Linked DNA regions of Mus musculus: region 2 is linked to region 1. A link is a contact called in public HiChIP or PLAC-seq data. All regions are on one chromosome and are shown on one strand. The core of a region is the stretch at or near the end of the contact, and the rest is flanking DNA. Distances in the headings are between cores, read along the strand shown.

The links. HiChIP or PLAC-seq counts read pairs in DNA pulled down with a chosen protein or histone mark.
Region 2: an H3K27ac HiChIP or PLAC-seq map of embryonic stem cells shows a contact between it and region 1, with 5 read pairs. The contact joins the enhancer-like site here to the promoter of Unc5cl in region 1. A contact is called at or near these places in 1 of 39 promoter capture datasets (macrophages), 3 of 484 Hi-C or Micro-C datasets (embryonic stem cells, stem cell-derived neural progenitor cells and uterus), 2 of 115 datasets of contacts at active chromatin or transcription factors (both in embryonic stem cells) and 4 of 9 other capture datasets (adipose tissue, embryonic stem cells, liver and 1 more).

Annotation. Positions count from the first base shown.
Region 1 is chr17:48,451,907-48,457,762 of GRCm38.p6, forward strand. It overlaps Unc5cl (unc-5 family C-terminal like), which reads left to right and starts at 2,995. Exons shown (of 9, transcript NM_152823.4): 1 at 2,995-3,066.
Region 2 is chr17:48,490,609-48,496,464 of GRCm38.p6, forward strand. It overlaps a transcript of Unc5cl not described here. Among named protein-coding and RNA genes, the nearest start is that of Unc5cl, 39 kb to the left of the region's middle. Within about 2 kb of position 3,178, at least 6 of the 459 cell types and tissues checked have an H3K27ac peak or open chromatin away from gene starts, as enhancers often do. A contact at or near this core is called in embryonic stem cells, where this site is marked.

The DNA of each region.
Region 1 (5,856 bases), core at 1,745-4,244:
GTTCTGTGTCCCTGGGGATGGGAGGGGCCCTCGGATCTCCTTAGAGCCTTTCTGGAACCAGATTGTCTTCACGTGAGGCAAGCGCCAGCTTTCGAGATGAGTTCATGATCCCTGAGAACAGTCCCCGATTCCAGCCTCCTGGTTGGCCTGCCTCTGCCTGGCTGGGGACTGGAGGCTGGCAGAGCCCTCCCAGATCCCAAGCACTTTGTGCTTCAGAGATGGAGGCGGCAGGCAGTGGAGGTGGGTAGGGAGCCTGGGCAGGAGTGGTCTGGTGCTTCCTGCCAATATCTACCTCCCAGCCACCACAAAGGGCGTCAGGGGAGAGTGACCCTGTCTTCTGGCAAAGTCCAGTTTTCTGTGTGACTCAGACAGCTTGGTATAACAAAGACAGACACCTCCATTGTTTGTCCCCTGTCAGAATTCTGGGCACCCTGCCTTGCTTGTCCTTTAGGTTCTAGGTCCCCTTTACCAGGCTGCCTGCTCTCTGTGGATTCCCAGTGACATCCAACGAGGCTCTCTGGCATATATTTGTCCTGCTTTCCCTTCCATCTACACCCAGGATGCAGGCAGAGAAGGAGCTGCAGAGAGGGACAAGAGGCCAGAGAATAATTAACTAAAACAGGAAAGAGGACAAAGCTGCTTTTATATTTTCTTGTGTGTGTGTGTGTGTGTATGTGCACGTGTGTGTGCATATGGTGTGGGTACACACGTGTGGATGTGGATGAGGGATGTGTCATGTGCTCGTGGAGGCCAGAGGACAACCCTGGGTTCTGCCTCCCCAGCTCTAGGATTGGAAAGACAGTTTTAGGTGGATTCTGGTCACTGAGTTCAGGTCCTTGGGCTTACAACACAAACACTTTTTGACTAAGCTATCTTTCCAGCCCAAACTAACTAACTAACTAACTAACTTTCTTTCTTTCTTTCTTTCTTTCTTTCTTTCTTCCTTCCTTCCTTCCTTCCTTCCTTCCTTTCTTTCTATTTTTCTTTCCTTTTTCCCTTCCTTCTTTCCTTTCTTCCTCCCTCCTTCCCTCCCTCCCTCCCTCTCTTCCTTCCTTCCTTTCTTTCTTTCTTTCTTTCTTTCTTTCTTTCTTTCTTTCTTTCTTTCTTTCTTTCTATCTTTCCTTCCCTTCCTTCCTTCCTTCCTTCCTTCCTTCCCTCCCTCCCTCCCTCCCTCCCTCCCTCTCTTCCTTCCTTTCTTCCTTCCTTCCTTCTTTCCTTCCTTCCTTCCTTTCTTTTCTCCTCTCTCCTTGTGTAGCCTCCCACAAGCCTGAAGCAGGCTGAGCCAGACCTTGACTTTGTTACCACTAAGGAGATCACCTAGGGTGGAGCCTGCCTCCCTGGATCACTCTTATTTTTCTGCCACTGCAGTTGCTGCTACCTGCTGGGAGTCGGCCTAGCTATTCCAGAGACTACACGTGGTCACCTGCAGCTGAGCTCTAAGGATGATTTAGTGGGAATGGGCTTCCCCTCTCCTTTATAAAGCGTGTCCGCCATTAAAAATTTGAACCTTGAGCAGACTAGTTGTCTTGGTTCCATTATTTCTCTACCCGCCTAGATTCCCTCTTCTCTTCCAGTTCCAAGATGCCTTCCAGGCTGAAACCCGGACATGAGAGCCGCAGGCCTGCCCCAACATCCTTTTAAGTTTTAGTTAGTGTCTGGAGAGACGATTCAGTAGTTACGTACACAGTTAAGCATGCTTGTGGATCTTGCAGAAGGTCTGAATTCAGTTCCCACATCAAGTAAGTGCCTTACAGCTGCCTGGAACTCCAGCTGCAGGGGATCTGACGCCCTCTTCTGGTCTCTGCTGGCTCCCGTGTGCAGATGACATGCACTCACACAGACACATAAATAAAAATGAAAAAATATAATAAAAATTGCACTTTATTTTTGATTGCTGAGTAATTACATCGCATTGTTGAGTATAATGCAAGATGTCTTGATAAGTGGATCCACTTTGTAATGATCAAATCAAAGTAATTAGTATATCAATTTCCTCAAACATTATCATTGAAACTGTGAGAACGGTCAAAATCTTGTTTTCTAACTATTTCAAAATGCAAGGTACACCATCGTTAACTATGGGCATGTTGTTGTACGGGCAGTCTCGCAGAGCACCAGGACTTAGTCTTTCTATCAAACTAGAATCCACTGATCAGTATCCTGCCACCCAACCCCTAGCTTCGCACTCTTCCCAGGATTTCTTTCTTTTCTGCATTCCCATGTTTACTGAAGCGCTCCTCACAAAGGCAAGATAAGGAGTCAAGGCAAAAGCCCATGGAAAGATGGCTGGGTGCTGAAGAGTCAGACTGTACTCAGCCAGCAGAAATCAGGTGGGTAACTCCCCCCTCAGCACCCACCAGCGGGCTGAGTGACAGCTCTAATTCCAACTCGTTACCAAGGGCAGTGTCCCACCCCCAAGGGCAGCATCCCGCCAATCCGGAGGGGCAGGGAGCAGATATGTGAGTTCTTCACACTCTGTACCTGTGTGATCTCCCCATGCAGGAAGGACTACAGAGACCCAGAGTGCCTAGACCAGCTACACTGTCACCAGGAAGTTTCTTTGAGCCGCTGTCTCTGGCCCAGGCCCTGTGGAATCAGAGGCTGCATTTGAACAAGATTACCAGGTGGGTCCTGGCGAAGGTGGTTCTGTTCCCTAGTCTTCCGCCATACTGCCTTTTGTAGGGACAGCCGCTCATAAGCAGAGGGCACTGTGACAAGAGGGTTTCTAGACGCAAGATCTGCACCGAAGCTGCCTGCCTTCCTTCTTCCTCCCAGACCTGCTCTGGAAGAGAACTGACTTCTGGCATCTTCTGCTACTCCCGAGCTTCACCTGGAATTGGCCAATAGACAAAGACACTCTACGCTTCTCCGCTTCCCCGCCCCACCCCCTCCAGCGTGACTGTAAGCCCCGACTCTGTGGGGAAATGGCAGGCCACACCTACCTGGATTCCCCGCCCAAGTGTACTTGTCTACTGGCCTGGAGACTGGTCTGGCAGACCTCTCTGTTTCTTAGAGAGGGAACTATTGCTTCTGGACGGGCCTAGTGGGTGGCAAGCCGACATTAAGGCAAGTATCATCTGGGGCCGCAGGAAGGGAATGGGCATGCTGCGGGGTCCAGGGAAGAGCTAGGGATGAGCCAGGTCTGCCACCTTGTAGGATGGCACAGGGAGAGAAGGAAGGGGGTCTTGAGGAAGGGCCAATGCTGACGGGTGTCAGGAGCAGGAGGATGGTACTGTGTTTGGTGAAAATGTATAATGTGCTCAATGAAGAGTGCTCAGGAACTGTATGTGGCTTCCATTCATTCTGCCGTGTGTGTGTGTGTGTGTGTGTGTGTGTGTGTGTGTGTGTGTATGTATATGTTTCCTAGTACTGGGGGTTGAACCTAGAGACTTGGGTGTACAAGTGTTCTACCACTGGGCTACATTCTCAGTCCTCGTTTGACTTTACATTTCTGTTTGTTTGTTTGTTTGTTTGAGACAGGGTCTCACTATGTAGATCTGGCTGGCCTGGAACTCACTATGTAGAACAGGCTGGCTTCAAACTCATAGAGATCCTCCTGCCTCTGCCTCTCAGGTGCTGAGATTAAAAGTGTGATCCACCATGCTGGGCCTTTACTTTTCAAGACAGGCTCTTACAGCATTGCCCAGGATGGTCTTGAATTCCCTTGCTATGTTCAGGCAGGCTTTGAACTTGTGATCCTCCTCCTTCAGCCTCCCAGGTAGGGAGCATTACTGGCTTGTGCCACCAAGCCCAGATCAGGCTTCTACTTACTACTGTCTTTGAAAAGCACTTGGAACTCCATCAGGAGGTGTGGTGGGAAACAGGAAGGTAGGGAGGGTTGAATGTGCACAAATATAAACAGATCTTTGCAGCAAGAGTCTGAATCTTTGTTCTGAAGGCAGGTGACGGCAGAATTCTAATGTCCCTTGTTTAGGGGACATGCTACCCAGAATGCTCTGGACTCTGCAGACAGACAAGTTGGAAGAACTGGGTTCTGAGGAGTCCTGCATGGATTTGGAGAAGCCAGGGAATTTGTAGTGCTGTGGACTTGTCTCCTACCTAAACTTTGGCTCCTTTCCCTTCATGGGATCAGAGCGGGGGATGGGGTGAGAGCTAAGAAAGTCTGGAGGAGTGATCAGTTGGACCCCAGGCTTGAGCTGGGGAGGAGTTAACCTGCTTTAGGACAGAGAAATGAGCAGGCTCCCTTGAGAGGCCCGGGGGACTGTGGGAGTGGTATACACCAACTTTCCAGGTGAGGCAGCTGGGCAAGGGGACATGGCCCAATGGGCTGGAGGGGATTTGGACTCTGGTCTTTAGAGGCCCCAGAAGGCTGTTGTTATAGTAACAGAGTAGTTCCTCCCATTTCATTCCCTTGTATCTGCCCCTCCCTGCCACTGGAACCTTAGTGGGCAGACACTAATGCCATCACTTACATGGGACCCAGAGATGCCTTTATTCCATTTAGTTCCTTCTAGTTCCCCTTCCTCTTCCTTCTCCCCTTCCTTTCCACCATTTCTTTTCCTCTTCTTCTTTCTCCTTCTGTCCTCCTCCATGTCTTCCCCCTCCTCCTTTTATTTTCTGCTTTCTTGTTTTTACTTATTTATTTTTATTTTATGTGCATGAGTGCTTTGCCTGAGTGATTATATCGTATGCACATAGGCCAGAAGAAGGTGTCAGATCATTTGTGACTGGAGTTACAGATGGCCATGGGCCCCCGTGTGTATGTTCAGAATCAAACTCATGTGTTCTGAAAGAGCAGCCAGTGCTCTAACCACAAAGCCATCTCTAGCCTCTTTCTTTTTATCTCTCTTTTCTTCCTTCCTTCCTTCCTTCCTTCCTTCCTTCCTTCCTTTCCTTCCTCCTTCCCATCCTCCCTCCCCTCTTCCTTCCTTCCCTCCTGCCTGCCTTCCTGCTTTCCTTTGAGACACAAACTCATTATGTGTCCTTAAACTCGTAATCCTCCTGCCTCGGCCTCCCTAGTGCTGGTATCCCAAAGCAGAACCATCTTTCTCCACTTCTGTTCTTCCCTCACAACGTCATTCTCTCTCAGAGTGGGAACGAAGAGACCTAGAAACAAAGAAGGAGTGGGGTTACTGGCGGTGTGTGTGTGTGTGTGTGTGTGTGTGTGTGTGTGTGTCTCTAAACCCACCACTCCTGTTCATCTGCTGGTGTTCCTTAGCAACTCTCCCTCATCCCTTGCAGCAGGCAAAAACTGCTCAGCTTCCTTATCTGGGCAACGAAGACACAAATGGCACCAGCTCAGAGGCCCATGTGAGGATGACGTGAGCCAAGCCGTTACTATTACAATTTCCATAGTTGTAACTATTGTTAATAGTGAAAGTGGTGAAGGACATGAGGATTAAGGGAGAGCTTGCCTCCTTAACTAAGCTGGCCTCCAACCGCTGGCGGCTTGCTTCATTCGCCTGCGGCCTTGCAGATGGTCCGGCTGGAGAAGGTTGAGGCTCTGGCCTTCTAAGTTGTATTTCAAGATAAAGTGAGCAAAGTCCCATCTCCTGTATACATCTTCAGTGAGGATGCAGAGGAAACAGGTCCCTCCCGGGTCCTCCATGGTGATGACGCAGAGGAACGTCTACCCCTGTTGGGAAGGGACCGGGAAAGGGGAGAAGTTTTTTAGGTCTCCAGGGGGGAATAAGTGTGAGCTTAGCATCGGGTGACTGGTGGAGAGGAAGGGGGTAGTGAAGGCTTTTCTGGTTAGTGCGCAACCCAGTGGATGACAGAAGCCTCCTAGGAAGGAGGACAATCGTGTCTCCAGGAATCCAGCTGCCAGATGGAGGAACTGCATTCCATCAGCAGCTCCTCCAGGGCTGAACGCGCGACATTGTTGGCACTTTCAGA
Region 2 (5,856 bases), core at 1,928-4,427, 39 kb after region 1:
GGGCCAGGCCAGTGTCTTTGCAAAAAACTTTACTGCATATGTACACATTGGTTGTTTGTCCAAACTTATGCGTGGTGGCCAGCAGTAGTCAGTGCCACTCTGCAAAGGCACATGTGGCTTCCCACAGTTTTTGTTTTCTGCCCACCGCCAGACCCCATCCTTGACTCCAGTCATCCCTGAAATAGAGGAAGAGACAAATTCAGACTCAGCTTGCATTCATGCAAAGGTAAACCTTTTGGTGGCGACCTGGCTCCTTGTGTTTTTCAGATGTCTCTCCAAGGCTCCATTGTCATTCACAGGAAGAAGCAGGGGCTTAGGGAGATTAAATGGCTGGTCGGTGGGTGGTGAGGAGACCAGGCCACTCAGGCTTTGAACCGGGCCTAACTCCAGTGCTAGTGCTCTTAAGTTCACATAACGCCCATCATTAAAGATTTAGGGTGCATAAGAGGGGTGTCAGGGATAATCTTGTCTTTTGACTTGTTGGTCCTCTTCCTAAGAGACACTAGGTTTTCTGGAGCTTTCTTTCCAAGTTACTTTACGCATATTAAAGAGATGCGGGAGTAATCCACCCGGCTATTCCTCGGTTTCCCCTTCTTCATCTTGTATAGTGCAGGGTCTCACTTAGTAGTGGATTCGTGTGCTGGTGTACTTTTGTCAACTTGACACACCCGGGAAGAGGGAGCCGCAGTTGAAGCATTGGGCTCAGCAGATGTCTGATGGAGTCCTCTTGTGAACTGACAAAGGAGGCCCAAGCCCTGGAGCGAGGCCATCCTCAGTCAGGTGAGCCTGGGCTTTGTAAGAAGGTAGGTGAGCAGGCAGGCAAGCCAGCCAGCAGGCAGTGCTCCCATGGCCTCAGCTTCAGCTCCCACCTCCAGGTCTCTGCCTTACGTACTCTTCCCCAACAACAAAGCTCTGAGCCAAATAAGCCCTTTCCTCTTTCAAGTTGCTTTGGTCAGGGTATTTATCACAGCAGTAGAGAACAAACTAGAACTTTCCATGATGCTCACAGATTTCCTCTCTGCTACAGTGCTGGGAATTGACCCTAGGCTCTTGTGTGTGCTGAGTGGGTGCCCTGCCACCGAGCCCAGATTTTAAAAAACATTTATTTTGTGTGTGTGTCAGTGTGACAGTGAGCGCTCGGCTCATGTGTCAGAACACGTGTGTGGATGCCAGAGAACAATTTGTGGGAGCCGGTTCTCTTTCTGTTGCCTGGGTCCTGGGTGGTCTGAATAAGAAGGGTTCCCATAGGCTCATAGATTTGAAGGCTTGGTCACTAGGGAGTGGCACCATTTGAAGGGATTAGTAACTATGGCCTTGTTGGAGTAGGTGAGCCACTGGGGGTAGGCGTTGAGGTTTCAGAAGCCCAAGCCAGGCAGGCCCAGTGTCCCTCTCTTCCCGCCCCAGCTGCAGAACTCTCAGCTCTTTTTTATCCCTACACTACCTCGGCCTGCCTGATACATGTTTCCTGCCATGCTGATCATAGACTAAACCTCGGAAACTGTAAGCCAGCCCCAGTTAAGCTTTCCCTTATAAGGGTTTCTTTTCTTGGTCATTATTACTCTTTCACGCAGTAGAACATTGATTAAGCCAGGCCCTGAGGATCAAACTCAGGTTGTCAGCTTATCGGTAATCATCCGAGCCATTTGCCAGCCCAGCCTAGAAGGTCTCGTGCTTTTAGTGTTGCGTAATATTGTACTATAGGACAGACCATCACTTATCGAACAAGTGAGTGGAAATTTAGGTTGTGTTCTGCTCTTCACCGTAATGAATAAATTCTGTGGACATCATTTTGCATGCATGTAAGCATAGTTGTATGAAAAGCCTAGAAGCCAAGTTTGAGGAAGGTGTAAGGTTTTGAAAGTTACTTGTATTTTGCACTCTGTGGAGTTTGTGCTCTTTACCTACCTGCCAAGTTTGCCTGTAGGATTAAAACTCAGAACAGTTGTAGAGTTCAGGAAGGGTGAGATTTATCCTTGGGGCATAGTTCTCTCATCCAGAGGAGGAGTTAGGCTGCCAGGGTTTTATGTTCTCTAGTCTTTTCTCTCTGAGGAAATTCTCCAGATGTTTGTCTAGAAGTAGGGTAGGTGTTCTCTTCAGACAAACGATCTGAGTCTGTTGGTCTACCCCGACTCACACCCAGAGCACCGATGAACCCCAGGAACCTGGGCAGACTCCGAGACAAGCTGGTGGAGGAGGCAGGCTGCGGGAGTCCCTGAAATATGCATGATGGTATTAAACATTTACAGAGACTTCTCCAGTGCTGGGAATCAGGTTAAGCACTCTATGAGGATCAGCACCTCATGGAAGCCGGAAGGTAGCTCTTGAGACAGCTACCTCACCCGCCTCACGGACATAGGGAGGCTGAAGGGGTTCCCCAAAGCTGTAACATCAACAATGGGTACTGCTGGGGTCTGAGCCTCGGTGTCTGATTGCACACTCTGGATCATGACAACCGAGCACAGTCCATAAGAGAGCAGAGAGGGAGCTTCCTGACCCCCCCCCCCCCCCCCCCCCGCCGCCGAGTTCGACTGCTTCGACACAAGAGACCCGTTCTGTTGTGTTCTATAAAGAATGAAAAGAGGGCGGGATATGGTTTGGTAGGATCTCGGTACAGTGAGGTGGAAGGGGTGCCTCTGTGGGCCCAGGCTGAGGCTTCCCTTCCCCCTGAGGTACCAGCCGGATGATGGATATAGTATGGGATAGAGTTTATGTAGGGCATGGGAAGGGGAGTTGAGGGGTAGAGACAGAGAAAGGCAGAGAGAAAAAGAAAGAGAGGAGAGAGAGAGAGAGAGAGAGAGAGAGAGAGAGAGAGAGAGAGAGAGAGGAGAGGAGGAGAGGAGGAGAGGAGAGGATTGGAGAGGAGAGGAGAGGAGAGGAGAGGAGGAGAGGAAGAGAGGAAGAGAGGAAGAGAGGAAGAGAGGAAGAGAGGAAGAGAGGAAGAGAGGAGGAGAGGAGAGGAGAGGAGGAGAGATTTTCATGTCTGAGTTGCTAAAGACACATGATCTGGACTTTGTGGACACTGACCGTTCTTTGGAAAGCCCTCTGTGTCACTGGTCTCTTGCAGGCCATCCAACCTAGACCTCCACACCCATTTCCTGATTGTGCTGGAGATGAAGTGCTTTGGTGAGAACAACTCTCGGGCAGGCCACACCCTCCCTTCCAGTGCCGGGGTACTTTATTGTGTCAGGTGATTCTGCTATTAGAGGCTGTGTGAGCATCTGGTTAATCCGTGTCCGCCATAGCTATCCATCAGACATTTACCCCTCTCTTGTTAATAAGGATCCTGAGGGGGAGAGGGAGGGGGAGAGGGAGGGGGAGGGGGAGGGGGGGAGCTTTAGATTGGGCGAGTGCCTGAGCCCTCGTGCACCAGGTGGTAACAGGTACACTGCTGACCCTCATGGGGGAAATGCCTGTAAAAAGCTAATTTTCAATTCTAACATTTCTTGCCCTCCCGCCGCCCCACCCCCGCCCCTGGAGCATCTGTTCTCCTGTAAAGAGGACCGCCCACCTTCTGCGAGTCCTCGAGCGCTCCAGGAGGCTGTACAATTCAGGGTCTTAGCTCATGACAAGCATTAGTGCTCACAGTCTGGGACTGGCCTCTCAGGTTGGCCTTGGGTCCCCTGCCAGCTCACCACTAGTATTTGAGCACTGTTTGGGTTTTCCCGGAAACTTGATGTTCCAGGCTTGTACTTTCTCTGCTCTGTGGATGGATTAATAGGGTACATCTCTGAGGAACCCTAATTCCTGTCACAGAGAATGATACACACACACACACACACACACACACACACATAGCCAAGATCCTGTTGTGAGTGTTTGGAGTACTACTGCTTCCCCCCTCTTTCCATCCCTCCCTTCCTCTGTGCCTCCTTCCCTCTACTTTCTTCTTTCTTCTTCCTCCCTCCTTCCTTTCCTCCCTCTCTTCCTCCCCTGTCTCTCTTTGTCCTTTCTTCCTTCCTTCCTCTTTTCCTTCCCTGTCCTCCTGACCCTAAGGTTGAGAGGTATAGCATGTACCACCACATCTGGCTTTGAGGCATTGCTATTTGTTGGTTTTATTAGTGGGTGGTGTTAGTATTCCTTCTGGACTCTAACCAGCAGTTATCTGGCAATAGCCAGGTAGGCCTGGCTTACTTATAAAAGGGACTGTTTGCTCCCTCCTAACTCTCTTATTCTGACTCTCTTCTCTCCCTGACCTCTTTCTATCCTCCCCCCCCCCTCAACATGTGTTCCTGGCCAGTCTCTTCTCTTCTCTTCTCTTCTCTTCTCTTCTCTTCTCTTCTCTTCTCTTCTCTTCTCTTCTCTCTCTCTCTCTCTCTCTCTCTCTCTCTCCTCCCTTCTCAATTCCCCTCCCCACCTCTCTGCCTATCTTTTTCTCTTCTCTATTCTCAACTTCTCTCCCATGCCCCAGATAAACTATTCTATACTAAACCTGTCATATGGGTGGTACCTTGGCGGGGGGATGCCTCAGCATGGGCCCACAGAGGTACCCCCTCCCATCACACCATACCACGCTCTACCAAACATGTCTTTGCCTCCTTTTTAATAAAACACATCATTGGTGCTGTGAGACTTGGAGTAGAAACTTGAAGATTCACATCTCCCGCTGCCTCATGGACTTTCCAGCCATCGGATCACTCTCTAGACTCATCCATCCAAACACCAAACACTGGCGAATTGGTAAGCTCCCTCCCCCCACTAGTCAGTGTCAATGTCCCCTGGTCCCAGGGGAGGGCCATTGAGCTTGCAGCCACCCTAGAATCCATGAGGACAGAGTCATTCACCGTCTTCACGACTGGCCTTCCCACTGAAGGACATTTTCCCCTTGGGTGAGAACTTTCCCTCTTTTCTGAGTTGGTTCCTTTTTCTCACTGCTGCAAAACCAAAAACTGTGAACTCAGCCACATTTTAATCACACGATGGATAACATGATAATCTGGTCCAGCTGCTGCTGTTTCTAGTTATTGAATTTTTCCTTGGGATGCCAGAACAGGCAAGTCTCTAGCTCCTACTCTCACCCAGAACAAATGTCTTTACCTCCATGCCTCCCTGTCTAATTCACAGGCTAAATTTGGCCCCATTATCTACAAACCAATAATTCTAAATGTCTACTTACTGGCTTTTGCAAAGGAAAATTTTTACAACTCTTTTGCCTAAAATCCATAGACTTTTCCCTCCCCCTTATTCTCTTGCCACTCCCGGTTCCTCACCCCCTTGATTCTGCTGCCACTGTGCGCTTTCTGCCTTACCCCTCGCTCTTTCGTGCCATGCCTGGTACTCTGCTCTGCCAAGCCTCTGCCTATGCTTCCACACTTCCATGGCCACCACCACCGCTACCACCAGTTGCCAAGCCATGCTGTGCCCCTCACACTACACCACTTAGATTCATCTTTATGTTTGTCTCTATTATGCTTCTGCCATTCCATTCTAAGATACTTAGCCACTTCTGCCATTCTGTTCTAAGATATAACAAACTCATGACTTTCCTGGGGCAGAGCTGCCACTTCAGCACCATCTTAACTAAGGGAAGTCCCAAGACCATCTGCCATTTTTGTTATGGGCAGTTCTCACTTTGCTGCCTTTAGGAGTCCAGCCTGCTTAAGGTCTCCAAAGATACTTTCCATTTAAGATTTGCAACAGTAAAAAGCTTAAAGACTTAAAGATATGTTTAGTCTTGGGTTTTTTTTTGTTTGTTTGTTTTTTATTTTTTTATTTTTATTTATTTATTTATTTATTTATTTTGCTACTGCTCTTAAGTTACAATGTGCCCTCTTTATTTGCTAGATACATCCAGAACAAATAGTTGAACAAGCACAGGTTGTCTAACTCAGATATGCCTAATATATACTGGCTCTTAAT